Regions from separate parts of the Capsicum annuum genome. Here region 1 is linked to region 2. A link is a contact called in public Hi-C data. All regions are on one chromosome and are shown on one strand. Each heading gives the region's core, a stretch centred on a gene start, on an enhancer-like site or on the middle of the called end of the contact. The rest is flanking DNA. Distances are from core to core; before and after follow the strand shown.

The links. Hi-C and Micro-C count contacts between places; a contact is called where the count stands out from the background.
Region 1: a Hi-C map of leaf shows a contact between it and region 2, with 1.9 times the contacts expected there. The contact joins the promoter of LOC107870279 here to the promoter of LOC107870277 in region 2. A contact is called at or near these places in 3 of 5 Hi-C or Micro-C datasets (leaf and placenta).

The regions. Positions count from the first base shown.
Region 1 is chr5:7,927,676-7,931,242 of UCD10Xv1.1, reverse strand. It overlaps LOC107870279 (pentatricopeptide repeat-containing protein At3g04760, chloroplastic), which reads right to left and starts at 1,378. Exons shown (of 1, transcript XM_016716748.2): 1 at 1-1,378. The coding sequence starts at 640.
Region 2 is chr5:7,799,204-7,802,845 of UCD10Xv1.1, reverse strand. It overlaps LOC107870277 (serine/threonine protein phosphatase 2A regulatory subunit B''beta), which reads left to right and starts at 2,118. Exons shown (of 13, transcript XM_016716747.2): 1 at 2,118-2,732. The coding sequence starts at 2,583.

The DNA.
Region 1 (3,567 bases), core at 129-2,628, 130 kb before region 2:
GAATCGTTGCCTCTATCAAGATTGTATATGTAATAACAGTAGGCTTACAGTTGCTCTCTTCTTTCAACTGATCCAACAACTTCAATGCTGATCCTAGTTTCCCTCTATCACAAAGACTACCTATCAAGATATTATACGTAACAGAATCTGGAGGAAAGCCACGCGCTTTCATCCGGTTCAACACCTTATTTGCTTCTTCAATTTTATTCATTTTGCAGAATCCACTAATGAGTGCATTATATGCAAACACATCTGGTTCACCATACTGTTCCAATATCTGCATAACTTTCTCTCCTTTCACCGAATTTTTCGAGTTGCAGAACCCCTTAATGAGCTTTGTACATAGAATCACATCAGGTTTATAACCACTCTTCACCTTACATTCAAGAAGATACAAAGTTTCATCATATTTGCCTACTTTACATGACCAATTTAGCACTTTGATATCATTGGAATGTACATGTGTAGTAGGTCTATTTTCACTAGAAACTTTGACCTTTTGATGATTTCCAGTCTTTACTTTATTATTGTACTCATTGCTACTATATCTTACAACAACATTGTGCTTTTGAGATTGAGATGTTGGCTTTGAGAAAAGGGGGCATTGAGCAAAGATTTCACCTGGAATAATACTAGTCATTTTGGTTAGTAGTATTAGTAGTCTAGCGATATCAGTGAAAGTTACCAACCCCTCAATACAATATTAACTATGTCCCGATCCCAAACAAGTTATGTTCGGCTATACAAGACTTTCTAACCCCTTGACACAACTAGAAGTACATTCTCAATCTCAGACAAGTTGGAGTCGGCTATCTATACAAGACCTCCCGACCCCTCAATATAATAACTATGTCTCGATCCCAAACAAGTTATGGTCTGTTATACAAGACTTCACAGCCCCTTGATACAACTATAACTATGTATCAATCTCAATACAATAACTATGCCTCGATCCCAAACAAGTTGTGGACAGCTATACAAGACTTCACGACCCCTTGATACAACTACAACTACGTATCAATCTCACATAAGTTGGAGTCGGCTATACAAGACCTCCCAACCCCTCAATATTATAACTATGCCTCGATCCCAAACAAGTTGTGGTGACCACTTGGTACAACAACAACTATGCCTCAATGTAATACAAGTTGGAGTCGACTATAGGAATCCTCATGGACTTCCAAAAATCATGTTGAACTTTAATTAAAAAGAGAATTACCTGTTATTCTTGTTTGTAGAGTGAAAAATTCAACATAACCATGAAATGAACTATGGAAAAAAATAATATGGTATTTTTGTTATATTTTTTGTACATGGCAGGAATCTTGTTATAGATTCTTTTAGGATAACATAGTTAAGATAAGGCCATAAATGGTTTAACCCATTGGATAAACCGGGTCGGTCTAGTTTATGGCTTGCACTTTTTTGAAGTTCACTAAAAGGTCTTGTGAGGGCTAGTTTTATACGAGGGATAAGAGATAATTAATTATGTACTTTCTCCATTGACTTTTACTTCATTGGAAGTAGTGGTATGAGTGTATGCTTTATTCTTTTTAGATTTTACTGTATGAGAATACACCGAGTATGTTGTTGTTGTTGTTAGTTGACTTGTCACTGTTTTGCTTCTCGAGATCAAACTGTATAAACTTTAACCAACATTTTAAAATGTATAATTTAACATTTAAATTTAAAATTCAGATGGTCGAAAATTATAAGAAAAGGTTACATGTTGCAATCCTTTTCATATTTAAATGATGAAAAAATATATCTTAAAATTTGAGTCAAAGTTCACGCAAGTTGACCTCAAAAAGCGAAATAATGATAAGTAAAAGTGAACAGAGGGAGTAATTAATTTTACGATAAGTTTATTTCATATTTAGTTGAGATAAAATCGTGGAATAACTTATCTCGAAATTGTAGTGTTATTTTTTTATTACACACCTTAAAGATGGGATAAGTAATTCTGGAATAATTCATTGTAGAATAACCAGTGGCGAACCCAGGATTTAAGGATAGTGGGTACTTAAAAAATTTTAAAACTAAGAAAAAAAAACCTCCTTCCAATGAAGCATCTAAGATCAATCTAAATGTCAATGCATACAACTAACTTTTTGTTATAGTGAGTGCTTTTGTATGTTTTATATCTATTTTTCTATATTTTCTATGTAATTATACCTATTTTTGGTCGAGTTTAGTGGGTGTCGGAGCACCACAAAATCCTACATAAGTCCGCCCTGAGAATAACTTGTTCCCAACCAAATGAGCCATAATGGTTAAGAGGGCAGGTGCAATTGGGTTCGTACGAATTTCCTACGCTTGAGTATGAAAATTACACTAATACATAATGTCAAAAATTACACTAAAAATAGTTGAAGTTCTATTAAAAATAATTTTTCTACCTCACATAAAATAGGGATACGATTTGTGTTAAGCAAATCCTCTTCATATACAAATTATGTGGATACGATTTGTGTTAAGCAAATCCTCTTCATATACAATTTGTAGGATCTTACTGGATGTGATATTATCGTTATTATTATAGGTAGACTTAATCGGTACATTAACAATGTTCAAAATTTAAATTCTTTTCAAAAAAATGTGAGCCACATATTCATAATAGTAAAATTCTGGGAATTTTTTTTTTTAATTTTAGTAATTAGTACTCTATGCATCTCAACCACTTAGTTTTTACTATAGCATCATACGCTTTCATAAAACTGTAATTATGTTCAGAATAAATATTCAATCTTGTATAAAAGTCGAAAATCAAAAATGTAATTTTGTTCAATCTTGTATAAAAAGTCGAAAACCCAAAATGTAATTTGATGAGTTTGATTTTTAAGATTTTAAATATGAAGTCATTATATTTTTAAAAATATGGGTTTAAGCTTAATTTTGTTCAAATATTAATATATTCATACTTATAAATTTATAATTCAGAAATATTTAAATTGCACTCACCAATTAATAAAAGAAGAGGAAAGGACATGGCATGATCATTTAAAAAAAAAGAGATAATACATCAAAACATCACTAAACTTATAGTCAAAACTTACTTTACACCCTAAACTAATCGGACAATTATTCATTCTCCTTAACAACCTTCAAGAGAATTTTTTTCCACCCTACAAAAATTATACTACTCTTACTACGGAGAGTGAAGCACACACGCCCCACGTCATTGCCAAATCAGTGCCATGTCATTGCCACGTAAGAAATTGTAATTTTTTTTAATAAAATAATCCAATACACATATTATTTTTATATACTTTTTTAAAAAAAGAAAAAAATATATTTGTACTTTATATATATATATATATAAAGAACCCCCCTACTTCTTCCCCGTTCCTCCTCCTTCGATTCTTTAACAGCCCCCAGCCCCATTTCTCCTCCTTCTTTAATTTCTTTTTCACCATTTTTCACCATTAACATCAATAACTTGATTCAAATTTAACAAAAAAATTGATAAATAACTTGTTCATGTAGATTAAGCCATGACTCCTCCATCAATATTTAGAAATCAACAATTGCAAGTAGAACAAAACCTAAACTCATCCACAATAATTC
Region 2 (3,642 bases), core at 869-3,368:
GCAGGGAGAGTGAGATGAGACTCGTAGCAATTCATAGTCGGAGTTGCACCAGGGATCAATCTTTAATCCATTCTTATTTACGTTGGTGATGGGTGTATAGAAATGTCATATCCAAGGTTGCATGGTGTGTGTTCTTTGTGGATGACATAGTTTTGATTAACGTGATTCGCAACAAAGTGTACGCCAGATTGGAGGTGTAGAGACAAGCTTTGGATTCCAAAGGATTTAGATTAAGCGGATCAAGATTGAACACTTGAAGTGCCAGCTTAATGATGTTATGCTAGATGCTGAAGTGAGACAACACACATGTCATCCCTAAGAAAAGAAGTTTCAAGTATCTTGGGCGTTTAATATACGAAAATTGTGAGATTGATGATGATGTCACACACCATATTGACAAGGGTGGATGGAATCGAGACTTGCCTCCAAAGCGCGATAAGAAGGTATCACCAAAACTTAAATGCAAGTTATACATAATGGTGATTAGGTTGACTATGTTATATGGAGCAGAATGTTCTCTAGTTAAGAATTTTCACGTTCAAAAGATGAAAATTGAGATAATGAAGATGCGGCACATGTATGGGAATTCTAGGACACACGAGATTAGAAATGAAGATATTCGGGACAATGTGAGAGTAACTTTCATAGATGAAAAAATGAGGAACGCGAGACTGAAATAGTTTAGTCATGCAGAGGAAATACATAGATGCCCTAGTAAGGAGGTTGAGAGGTTGACACTAACATAATTAAAGAGAGGTAAAGGTAGATCGAAGAAGTATTGAAAAAAAATTACTAGAAAAGACATGACATACCTTTAGCTTACCGCAGACATGACCTAGAAAGGGGGTCTTGGAGTTCGAGGATTAAACTAGAAGGTTACAAGGCAGGATTTTATGTGTTCCAGTGGCATTAGCACTAATATCGTAGTTTCTTGCCCTTTGATTTTTTGTTAATACGTGTTTTTTACTTCAGTTATCATATTATTTTAATGTTAAACTGTGCCTTTTTTTGAATGCCATATAATGATCTTATTGTCATTTGTTATTTCTTATTTTGCGTCAATATGTTATTTTTCGCATTACTTTGTTATGGTTACTTGAGCCTTGGATCTTTCAGAAACAACCTCTCTACCTCCACAAGGTAAGAATAAGGTCTACATACACAACACCCTCTGTAGACAACATGTAATGAGATTGTACTGGGTATGTTATTTTCTTTCGCACCCAAATAATCAAGTGATCGGTAGACAATTGGATTTTAGAAGTCACCTTTAGGGTGTGTTTGGTATGAAGAAAACATTTTTTGAATAATGTTTTTCAATTTTCTCATGTTTGACTATCTTAATTTTTTCAATTTTTTCATGTTTAATTGACTTAAACGTTTTCCATTTTTTCCATGTTTGATTGACTTAAACATTTGTCGAATAATATTTTCCTATTTTCTCATGTTTGATTGGCGTAATTGTTTTCCAACTAGACTTATTTTTCTCAAATTTAAGAAAAATAATTTTCCTTCTTGTCGGAAACAACTTCTCTATCTCACATTTGAGGTGGTGGTATGGACTGTGTACACTTACCCTAACCAGACGCCACTTGGTGAAAATATACGGGATATGTATTTGTTGTTGTTAACTTTCCTTCCTGAAGCAAAGAAAACATTTTTCAAAACTATGTTTAAATATCACCACCCAATTCTCCTAACTCGAGTCTGGGGTCCTAATTCTCAACGCGACCCAAGTCTCGGGTTCCCACGCATGACCTCGACTCCCGAGACTGACCCCAATTTGACTGCCCCACTTTTGATCGAACTAGGATCAGAGTCGAGTATGGACCAATGTCGAGGCGAGAGTCGAGATAAAAAATTAAGTCTGGAGTCTACATCAGGTTTGACTCGAATCAGAAGTCAGGGTTGGATTAAGAGACGAGTCCCAATTCGAGGTTGGGAGTCGATATTGCAAGTCGAGTCTCCGGTCGAGGTTGAATATTAGGTCAGGACCGAGAGTCGTATTTCGAATTAGGAATCTGGCCTCGAGTCTTGGTACAAATGCGATTCTCCTGTTGGGATGTCGAGTCCGTTGTCAAAGTAGTATTTACCCAAACTATATCTAAATACTTTCGCCATAATATTTCTTTACGAAATCGTTTATTTTTCGAGAAAACATTTTCCGTCCCAAAACACCCTTAAATATTCAACCTTTTTTCTCTTCCTTTTTGTATAGTTTACCATATCATATAATATCTCTTACACATTCACATTTTTATACACTTTCTCTTCTTCTCCATCTCCCTTTTTTCCCTCCGCATAAAAAAAAAATACTTAGCTTCAAGGGTTTCCTTTTTCCCCTCTGTAAATTCCCCCAAATTGAATTTTTCAATCCAAATTAGGGTTTCCCTTTCACGCAAAGATCCATTTCGCATTGTTGTCGGAACCCTAATTTCATCAAAATTGGGGAAATTGCGTGCGATGAGAAGAGCAATTGTGGTTCGTTTATGTGTTTGAAGATCTCGAAGATTCGGTTTCGATTCGATTTGATTTCGATTTTAGGGAAACTGTGGTGGTTTGTTTAGGTGTTGTATAGAGAAATGGATGTGGATTTTAATGGTGATGTAACGAGTTTGGATGCTGAGTTATTGCAGTTACCTGAGGTGTCACCGTTGGCTATTAAAAGTAATCCGTATGTTGCTGAGAAGCTATTTGATCAATGGCTTTCGCTTCCTGATACTGCGGCTTTGGTAATTTTTTATTTCTAATTTCGCGTTAATTTGATGTTTTTTTGTTGCGGTAGTAGGATTTAGCTGTATAAAATTGAATTTTTGGATTTGCTTCTGGCGAGGTAGATACTGTTTTATTGGTTACGGCTCGTTTGGTGGTGTGTTATATAAGGAAAAAAATTTGATCTTGGTGTAAAACTCTGGTAGGGAGCCTTGACGTAACTATTAAAGTTGGTGCCATGTGACCGGGAGGAGGTTACGGGTTCAAATCGTGGAGTAGCCTCCTGCAGAAATGCAGGGTGAGGGTGCATACCCATAACGGGAGCTTAGTGCAACGTGCTGCCCCTTTTTTGGTGTAAAACCCTGCACTACTAATATAATGCTTGGCTTCCAGTACTTAGTGTTTCATAACTGCTCCTTTGGTGGTGTGGTGTATAAGGAAAAAAAAAACAATATTGATGTAAGAATGAGGTGTTTGAAATACTAGGAGAGGAGTGCATGAAATGTCTAAAAATACCCTTAAAACTAATTATTGAGTTCGCATTTTCTTCGTTGCTGTAGTGGGATTTAGCTGACGAAATTTTAATTTGGATTCGGTTGTGGCTAGGTAGATTTATTTCGAGGTGTGTTAACCTGTACTATGTGGGAGTACTTACTGTTTCATACGTTATCAGTCGTTTGGTTGCGTGATGTATAAGGAAAAAACTAATCTTGGTGTAAGACTCTGATAAGTTAGCCTTGGCATAACTAGTTAAGTTGCTTCCATGTAATCAGGAGCTTATGTTTCGAGCTGTGAGAACAACTTCTTGCTGAAATGCAGGGTATGACTGCATATGATAGACCCGTTGCCTTGGCATAACTATTTAAGTTTGGGATTTATCTGTTGAAATTTCAATTTGGATTCGTTTGTGGGCAGGTGAATTTATTTCAA